2 separate regions of the Ovis aries genome follow, and region 1 is linked to region 2. Evidence: chromatin contacts called from public Hi-C data. All regions are on one chromosome and are shown on one strand. Each heading gives the region's core, a stretch centred on a gene start, on an enhancer-like site or on the middle of the called end of the contact. The rest is flanking DNA. Distances are from core to core; before and after follow the strand shown.

Region 1 (4,105 bases), core at 697-3,196, 150 kb after region 2:
CCAGGAGACTTTGTTCAGTTTTCCGGGTTTCATAATTTGAGTGTAGGACATACTGCTTACGACTGGAAATGGAACAGGCAGAACTCCAGAGGGCAAGTGTCATTTTCCGACATCCTGTTTACTGTTCCATCCTGGAAGCAAACAGCTTCGATTGATGACCTTTGGTCCCTGAAAGCTGCCTGCCTCTTGCCAGGTGTTCTGTTTGCTGGGCTCACAGATAGTTGAACAGAGAAGTACCTGTGTTCAGGGTCAAACCATTCATTAAACCACCAACTTTGTTAATAATAAAATGTAAAATACACGAACACAGAGTTGTCTCACATACGGGTATCTTGAATTAGACACACTTAGGATGCAATCACCTTGAGGAATCTCTTGGTGCCAAGCGATGGTTGGCCAGGTTGATCCCGATGGTTCACCTAAGGAAGACACTTGGGTGCTCCAACTAGGTCATGCTGAAGCCTTCATATGGTTTTTGTGAGTAGAGGGTATGAACCTTTTTCATGCCTCAGACATCGAGTCCCCTGGCTTTGCTGGTCGGTGACACAGCAGAGCTGGGCAGCACTTGACAGTCTAAAATCACAGCCTTCCATCCTAAAGATGCCTCATTGCGTCTCGGAGAACCACGGCTCCATAGCTGCTTTTCGCCCCTTGCTCACACAGAAAAGACCTTTTGTTTACTCGCTTAGTGATTGGGTGTTTTGAAAACATGTCTCACTGTGTGCGCTGCTTCTCGGGGCTGGGGGCGGGTTGCGTGATGCCGTTCTCCCCCGTCACCCTTGCCATCTGTCCCGCTGCCCCCGCAGCAGCCTGAACAGCGTCAACAGCAGCGACTCGCGGTCCAGCGGCTCCCACGGCTCCCACTCGCACTCGCCCAGCTCCCACTTCCGCTACCGCGGCTCCAGCCTGGCCCAGCAGGCGCCCGTGCGGCTGTCCAGTGTGTCCTCCCACGACTCAGGGTTCATCTCCCAGGACGCCTTCCAGTCCAAGTCGCCGTCCCCCATGCCGCCCGAGGCCCCCAACCAGGTAAGAATGTCCTTGGCCCCAGGAGCAGCCGCCACACCTGAGGCCCTGGATCAGTCTTGATGGCTGGAACCAGAGAGGGAACTGGAGAGCTTGGACAGACCCTGGTCATCTGCCATGGGGAACCTCTGGTTTAATTTCTCATCGTTAGATGAGCTGATCCCCTAAAGGGAGAGAATATAAGTGGGGGTTAAAACTTATGATTGGGCTTCCCTGGTAACTCACATGGTAAAGAATCCGCCTACAATGCGGGAGACCTGGATTCGATCCCTGGGTGGGGAAGATCCCCTGGAGAAGGAAATGGCTAACTACTCCAGTATTCTTGCCTGGAGAATCCCATGGACAGAGGAGCCTGGCGGGCTACAGTCCATGGGGTCTCACAGAGTTCGACACCACTGAGTGACTTTCACTGACTCAAAGCTTATGATCACCATGTGGGTGATAGTTGTCACCCCATTGATTTGGACAGTTTTCACACTTGTGTAGACAGGTATGTAGACAGACTCAAAGTCTTGGAGTCTTGGCTGCTCTCTGTGTCCCTGTGGCTGGCTTGGCATGATATAGTCATTATCCCATTTGCACATGGGAACAGAGATTCTGCTGTTGAACAACGCCTCGGAGCCCTTCCTTGGCACTTTCAGCTTCCTTGTATCAATTTATGATGAGGATGAGAATAAGAAAGTATCTTCAGTGCTCATGCAGGTAATTCTGTGAGCATCTTCCTCCTGGGAGAAGGGGAGGTGTTGAGTTTCTTTGAATACAGTTGGGTTAGATGGCACTAAATGCCCAGCCCTTTAGCTGCAGAAGAGCAGAAGGCAGGAGCTGGGCATCGAACACCCTTCACCTGCTCCGCTGTGTCCCTTTTTTGTGTCAGTGGGTTGGCGTCTAGACTAGCAAGCACAACATACAGGCAACTAGGAAATGTGAACATCCAGGATGTCCCCTCAGCGCCATCTGCTGGGGAGCATGGTGACTGCGAGCCCATTGCATATTGGGTTTGCCAAAAAGATCATTAGGGTTTTTCCAAAGTAAGACATTAACTTTTTGGTCAACCCAATATAATACATTTTGAGACCAACCACAGCCTTTGGCCCAAGATCCTTTGGATTCAGAAGGTCACGTGCTTGTCTTGTTCATCCAGGTATCCAATTTGCCTGAGAGTCAGCAAGTATCTCCTGGGTGCCAGGCACCGTCCTAGGAGCTCCTGCCTATTGTCTATGTAGTCCTGCCAGCAGCCGCTTGGAGTGTTGTTATCCCTGTTTTGTTGGAGAAACAGGCTAAGATGTAAAGCAGTTTGCCCGAGTGGCACAGTTATGTGACCTGCAGTCGGGGATCTGGAACGAGGGTTTCTAGCAACTGGTCCAGCGGCCTTTCTGCACCACCCTGGCCATAAGGTGCCCCTAGCAGAGTGTTCTGGGGAGCACTCCACGTTGAGGAAGCATCTGTCATGTTCTGGGAGCCAGACAGCCACTCGCATGATGCATCTGACATTGGTGAACCCAGAGCTGCTCAGCCTAGAGCCCCGCCTTTGGCATTTCACAGCTGTCCCTGGGGGCGCTGTTGCCTCTCTCTGTCTTCCTGGGGTTGAGATTCAATTTTAAGCAGAAATGCTCGGAGCTGGGAGCTGCAGCTTTAAGTCCTCTACTTGTCCTAGCTGGGTGCTTTGGCTCACTCACTCTTTAAGAGGTCCCGCCTTGTGTGGCACTAAGCTGTACCTGTGTGTCTCGTGAGCCTCGAGTGAGTGTGGTAGAGAGGGAGCAGGGATTTGCAGCTCCTCAAAGGCTTTTCTAATGTGCAGTGTCATTCTCTGTGTGTTTTTAATCAACTGATGCATTAACAAAATATCGTGCGCTGACACCCCTTTCTAAAAAAAGAGGCCATGTGCTCCAGCTTTGCTGAATGAAGCAGGGTTTCTGCCTCCAGTCATGTCAAGGGAAACAGAAGGCGGGATCGTTGGGATTTACTTAAATCTGAAAGCCGGTGCCTAAGATAAATGCTTGGCTAAGCAACTCTAGGGTAGTTTGAGTAAACTCAGGGATGCTGCAGAATTTAATTGAGAATTCTGTTTTTCTTGAAAAAGGCGTTATGACTGCTTCTAAGGCAGAGGGGAAATTTAAGGAGATTGTACACCTCACACAGGGCAGAGGGTATAGTTTCCTAGGGGAAGTATTATTACCTTTATTTGGGTGGGAGGAAGGGAGCACACATCCATAAGCAGGGAAATCCCTCGGGTGCATGGGTGTAAATGAATGCCTCGTGGCAGGATGTTTTCAGGATTCTCCCTCTGTCCTCTACTCTGCTCTTTACAAGTTGTGCCACGTGTGCCCAGGAGAGATGGGACCACGTCTGCAGCGGGGCTCCTGCCTAGAACCGTTCACTCCACCCACTCAAGGGGCTCTTCAGGAAAAAATGAGCAGAAGTCAGACGAAATAAGAACCTGTAGTCCTGGGGTGCTGTACTGTTTCTCTTTTTTCAAATTGAACTTATTTAATTAGAGGAGCCAAAATAAGTAGTTCTGGTAAATTATAACTGGCTTTTTTTTACAGTTGGTTAAGCACTACATACATAGATACACACACACACAATCTCATTTAATCTTCATCCAATAGATATTATTGATCCCTATTCTAAAGAGGGGGGAAAAATGAGGTTTTAGAGAGATTAAACCCATGGTTCCTAGCCTGGGAAGTGGCAGAAAAAGGACTTCAAACTTTCAGACTTAAGGTCCTAGACTGCTAACCAAACACTGAGCTGGGGAGGCGGCCGGGACCTCCACTATGGGGTCTGCCCTTGCTTTGGCTCCAAGGAGTGCACATGCAGTGCCTTTTTGGTTCCTTGCTCTTGCAGGATGGGAGCACCGGCTTTCAGATTTAAGTCAGTCCCAACAGGCCCGCCTTCTGCTTCCCGTTCGTGACTGGAGGCTGAAACCCCGCTTCATTCAGCCTGATCCACACGCACAGAGCAAGGCTGGAGGAACCTTCCTTTGGCGGGTGAAAGTTGGGGGACAGAAACATGAATCTGGCCTCCTTGCCAGTGAAACAGGGACACTTCCAGGGAAAGAGTAAAGAGGCTCAGACTTGCT
Region 2 (4,568 bases), core at 1,112-3,611:
TGCATAGCTGAGATTTCATGATCATTGATTAGAAACTCCCCATGCCCCCACCCCCAGCTCCTGGTGACCAGCATTCTTTTCTCTCCAATTAGATGAGCTTGACAAGTTTACACACTTCATATGAGTGGAATTGCGAAGTATTTGTCCTCTGACTTAGCTGTGTCTTGTCACTTAGCATAATGTCCTTGGTCTAATCCATGTTGTCCCATAATGCAGGATTTCCTTCTTTTAAAAGGTTTATTTATGTCTCTTTCCCTGTCTTGCATACAGGGTCGTCATTGCCATCTTCCTAAATTCCATATATATGTGTTAGTATACTGTATTGGTGTTTTTCTTTCTGGCTTACTTCACTCTGTATAATCGGCTCCAGTTTCATCCATCTCATCAGAACTGATTCAAATGAATTCTTTTTAACTGCTGAGTAATACTCCATGTAAGAATTAAAGATTTTAAAATTAAAAAAATAAAAATAAAAGAAAAAGGAAAAAAAAAAATAAAAGGTTTATTTATTTTTATCTTTTGGCCTCGAGGTATATGGGATCTTATTTCCCTGACCAGGGATTGAATCTGCACCCCCGGCATTGGCAGCATAGAGTCAGGGAAATCCTGGGATTTCCTTCCTTTTTAAGGTTAATGTCTCATTGTGTGTACAGACTACATTTTCTTTATCAGTTTAACTGTCATGGACATTTAGGTTGTTCCCACATCTTGGCTATTGTGAACAGTGCTGCAGTGAATCTATTTCTGTTGATGAGATTTATTGAGTGCTTATTTACTATAGGCCAGGAACTAGTCTAAATGCTTTATGTATAACAGTGCAGGTAAAACTCAGAACAGCCCTATGCGGTTGATGCTCCCTTTATCCCCATTTGCAGGTGAAGAAACTGAGGCCCATTTAGTATGGCCAAAGCGCATACCATGAATTGGTTTTCACCCGGAGCTTGAACCCAGGCAATCTGGCCCTACAAGCAGTGATTCTGATATACTGATAGTATTGAAATCATAATAATGATAATGATCAAAAGCAAACTATGTGTCAAGGTTATTGCCAAGGTGAAGATGAGAGTTATGCATCCAAGTGACCTTGGGGACAGGATCCAGGGGGTTGCCCAAGAGATGAGCTAATTCTAGCAGTAACACTCATGACTTGGGGAACAGGGGTGGAGAGAGAGACGATGACTAAGAATGGGGCAGGGTGGCCCAGAGGAAAATTATCTTCTACAGCTCCATGCATCGCTTTGGTTCACGCAGTTTGCAAAGCCAGATCTTTTCCTAGTTCTGAGTCTGCTAGGAGCCTGTACAGCATTTTGCAGTTTCTTTTGTTACCCTCTCCCACCTTTCCTCCTGCTTTGTGCTTCAAACAAGGGAACAGCTTTGTGCTTCAAGGGTCAAGGAACAGCCCAGACCTGGGGGCTTGTTTTCAGGTCTTTGCAAATCTACTCATTTGACTCCCCTCCTCCTTGTCTATTTGGTGTTGATCTAAATGACAGATCTGGTTGCGTGGTTAGGCGGTGGAGTTGGGAAAACAAACCACCAGCTCCCAAATCAACCTGAGTTCTTTGGTACCATTTCCAGGTTAAAACTCCCAGCGGGGCTCTCTGCAGTACCACCACCACCCGGATGTTCTCAGACCGCTTGAAAAACCACCGCCCAAGTCAGGGGCAGTCAGCAATCTCCATAAACTGACGAGCAGGACAGAGAAGCGCAATGCCATTTATTTTGCAATAGCAAAATCAATCCACTTTCCCATAATCCTGCAACTTACTGAACTCGGCATCTCGCTGCAGGATACGCCCCCGAACTCTTCCTAATTACGTATTTGGCTGCTTGCAATAGTGACTTGGCTCTGCAGTCCTGATAGCAGAGAACGGGCCTCTTAGAAGCCTGCAGCAGCAACAGCAGTAGCGGCAGTTTTCCCGCCCTACCGAGCGCTCCCTAGTTGCAAGGTACTGCGCTAATCGTGCCACCGTGCAAGTCCCCGAGGCCGACGGCTGCACCCTCCGTGCCAGGCGCTCGCAGCCATTGTGGTGTGGGCGCTAGACCAGCCGCGTGCTGACACTCCCTCTCGGCTCTGCGACCCGCGGCCCAGGGGAGGCGGGGGGCGGGTGCTGGGCGGAGGAGGCTCCCGCGGGGATTGGATCTTCCCCGCACCGCCCGCGCGCCTGCCGGCTCTATTCTGCGGCCGGCGCCCCACGCGCCTCCCGGGCACGCGCTCCCAGCCCCGCCCGCGTGCGGCGGCCGCGCGGCCCCGTATGCGCGCCCTCCCCGCGCCTCCCCGCGGACGCAAGGCCGCGAGCGCGCGTGCGCCCCTGCGAACGTCCGCAAGAGCCGAGCTGTAGCGAGCGCTGGGGCTGGGCGCGCAGGACAGAAAAGGAGGCGGCGGCCGCGGCTGCTAGCAACAGATCAGGGCTCCGCGAGCAGACCCGATCTGCTCTTGGGCGATTTTTTTTTGTTTCATTTCAGAAACATCAGTTAAATTAGAAAATCTTGCATTTTGAAATGGCGCTGGCCCCTGGTCAGCGGGCGATTTTCTCTGCTTCAAGATGGGCTTTGCCGTTTCTGTCGTGGGCACCAGTGGTGGCCTGATTGTCAGTCTTCTCCGGGCATTTTTAAGGCCAGGAGCGGAGCGCTGCCTGTAGGCGCCCTACGGAGCGGGTTGGCTTTAAAAATATTTTAGTATTATTTTGGGGAGAGAACAGTCGATCTCGGGCATTTCGTCCTCTTTGCAGAAGAGGCTGCGAGTCGGAGGTGGGTCACTCGGACGGTGAAATTCCTCCCGGGGTGAGAGATCCCCGGCCCCGCGCACAGTCCAGGCGGCTCCAAGTGTGTGTCCTGCCCCTGCCCGCGCCGGGAAAATGGAGGCTGTGATTGAGAAGGAATGCAGCGCGCTCGGAGGCCTCTTCCAGACCATCATTAGCGACATGAAGGTAGGACGCCGGGTGAGCGGCTGCGGCCGCCGCTGCGCTCTGACCTCGCCGCGAGTCTTCGCCTCCGCCCCGGGCCAGCCGCCCGGCCCTTGCCTGCGCCGTGGCCGCCGGCCACCTGCGAGAGCGCTCTGGCCCGGGTGTCACCTGCTCACCCGGGGCGCCGCTCTGGGTTCTGCTGGGTCACCGAGCGGACGGCTTCTCTCGGTGGGGACGAGGGGTGGGGAGCTTTATCTGATGGTCCCTGCCCGCTCCCGCTCATTGTCCCAGGGGACCGCATCATCTCATTTCCCTGGGGGCCCGGGGCCCTGGCTCCAAGTTTTCCATTGTCTGTCGCTGGTCTGAGTGTCTGCGACCCGCAGGGGGTGGATGCTTGGGCGGACACCTGATTCCCCAGGGTACGGGAGGGGGCGCCTGGCGCGGTGGTGGGGAGAGGGGAGGGGCTCTGCCCAGCTGTGAGAAGGAGCCCCCCAGCCCGAGAGACTGGGAAGGAGACCTCCCTCTCGCTCGTGGTCTTTCAGGTCCACCTGGGGGCGATCTGAGCAAATTAGGTATTAATTAGGCTCTTCCAAAGCTGGTTAGGGTTTTCGTGCCTCCCCTCGGCCCTCCCCTGGGGTGTGGAGCAGAAGTTCCCAGAGCAGTCTTGCGGGGGACCCCACGTCCCCAGACTGAGGCTCCCAGCCCGAAGGCGGGACTGGGGCATCTTAAACAACTGTATCCCCGACCCGCCTAACACGCACAGACACCAGGTTTTCTCTTGGAAGGATTGTGAAGACTGTGTGTGTGTGTCTGTGCGTGTGTGTGTGTGTGTGTGTGTGTGTGTGCGCGTGTGCGCGCGTGCCCGCCCGCGCGCGCGTGAGTGTGTGTGATGGGGGCGGGGAACAACACCCAGGCTTTTTCCTGCGAAGGGTGGGACTGGGGATAACCTGATCCTTGAATGTGGATTTTCTGTGCATAGAGATAGACCAGGGCCCTGTGTTACTTACTAATCTAAAGGAAATATAACCAGCCGCGCGAGCTGGCTGGAGGTGGGAATTGGGGGCGGTGGGGGGAATTTTTTTTTTCATGTGTATTTAGGGAGCTTCTCTTTGGCTCTAGCCCAGCCCCAGTTTGCCTCAACAGATCCGGGGAGGTGGTGTTTAATTAAAAGCTCTGCTTCCAAAACGAGTGGGCAGGTTTGGAAAGCTGTGCAGCGAGTGGGTGTGGACAGCCCCTCTTCAGCCGCTGCCTGCACGTCTGGAGGTGCTTTTGTCTGTTGAAATGTAAGGTTTGGAGAGGGTTTCCGCCTGGGAGATGGACTTTGGGAAGGAATGCTCAGCTGTCACGGCCTGTTTTCTCCTCTTAGCACCAACTGCCACCTCGCCCAGGGTGAACTTTGCCAAGGTGCCTGCGTCCTGGTCTGGTCCATTTTGAAATCCTCCTGCAGAGCCTGTGCCTTTTGTCAGAAATTGACATTCGTGGAGCATTCTGTTCAGCGACCTCGCTTGCCCAGGAATGCCTCTAATCCAGCCCGTTGGAATTAGATGGATTATGTCCTGTTCAAAGACAGCGCTTTCATTCCTTTGCCCCCAACCCCCATTGAATAATTGAGACAAAGCTTGGTTCCCTCTGTGGACTCTGGGATATTTCTTGTTAAGTGAAGTC

The links. A called contact is a pair of places that touch in the nucleus more often than the background predicts.
Region 1: a Hi-C map of liver shows a contact between it and region 2, with 5 times the contacts expected there. The contact joins the enhancer-like site here to the promoter of MTSS1 in region 2. A contact is called at or near these places in 2 of 16 Hi-C or Micro-C datasets (hypothalamus and liver).

What each region holds. Positions count from the first base shown.
Region 1 is chr9:28,575,250-28,579,354 of ARS-UI_Ramb_v3.0, forward strand. MTSS1 (MTSS I-BAR domain containing 1) reads left to right here. Exons shown (of 15, transcript XM_042254145.1): 10 at 807-1,026. Among named protein-coding and RNA genes, the nearest start is that of NDUFB9, 19 kb to the right of the region's middle. Within about 2 kb of position 1,947, at least 6 of the 54 cell types and tissues checked have an H3K27ac peak or open chromatin away from gene starts, as enhancers often do. A contact at or near this core is called in liver, where this site is marked.
Region 2 is chr9:28,423,805-28,428,372 of ARS-UI_Ramb_v3.0, forward strand. MTSS1 (MTSS I-BAR domain containing 1) reads left to right here and starts at 2,362. Exons shown (of 15, transcript XM_042254145.1): 1 at 2,362-2,927. The coding sequence starts at 2,856. LOC121820383 (a long non-coding RNA gene) reads left to right here. Exons shown (of 3, transcript XR_006060900.2): 3 at 1-1,029.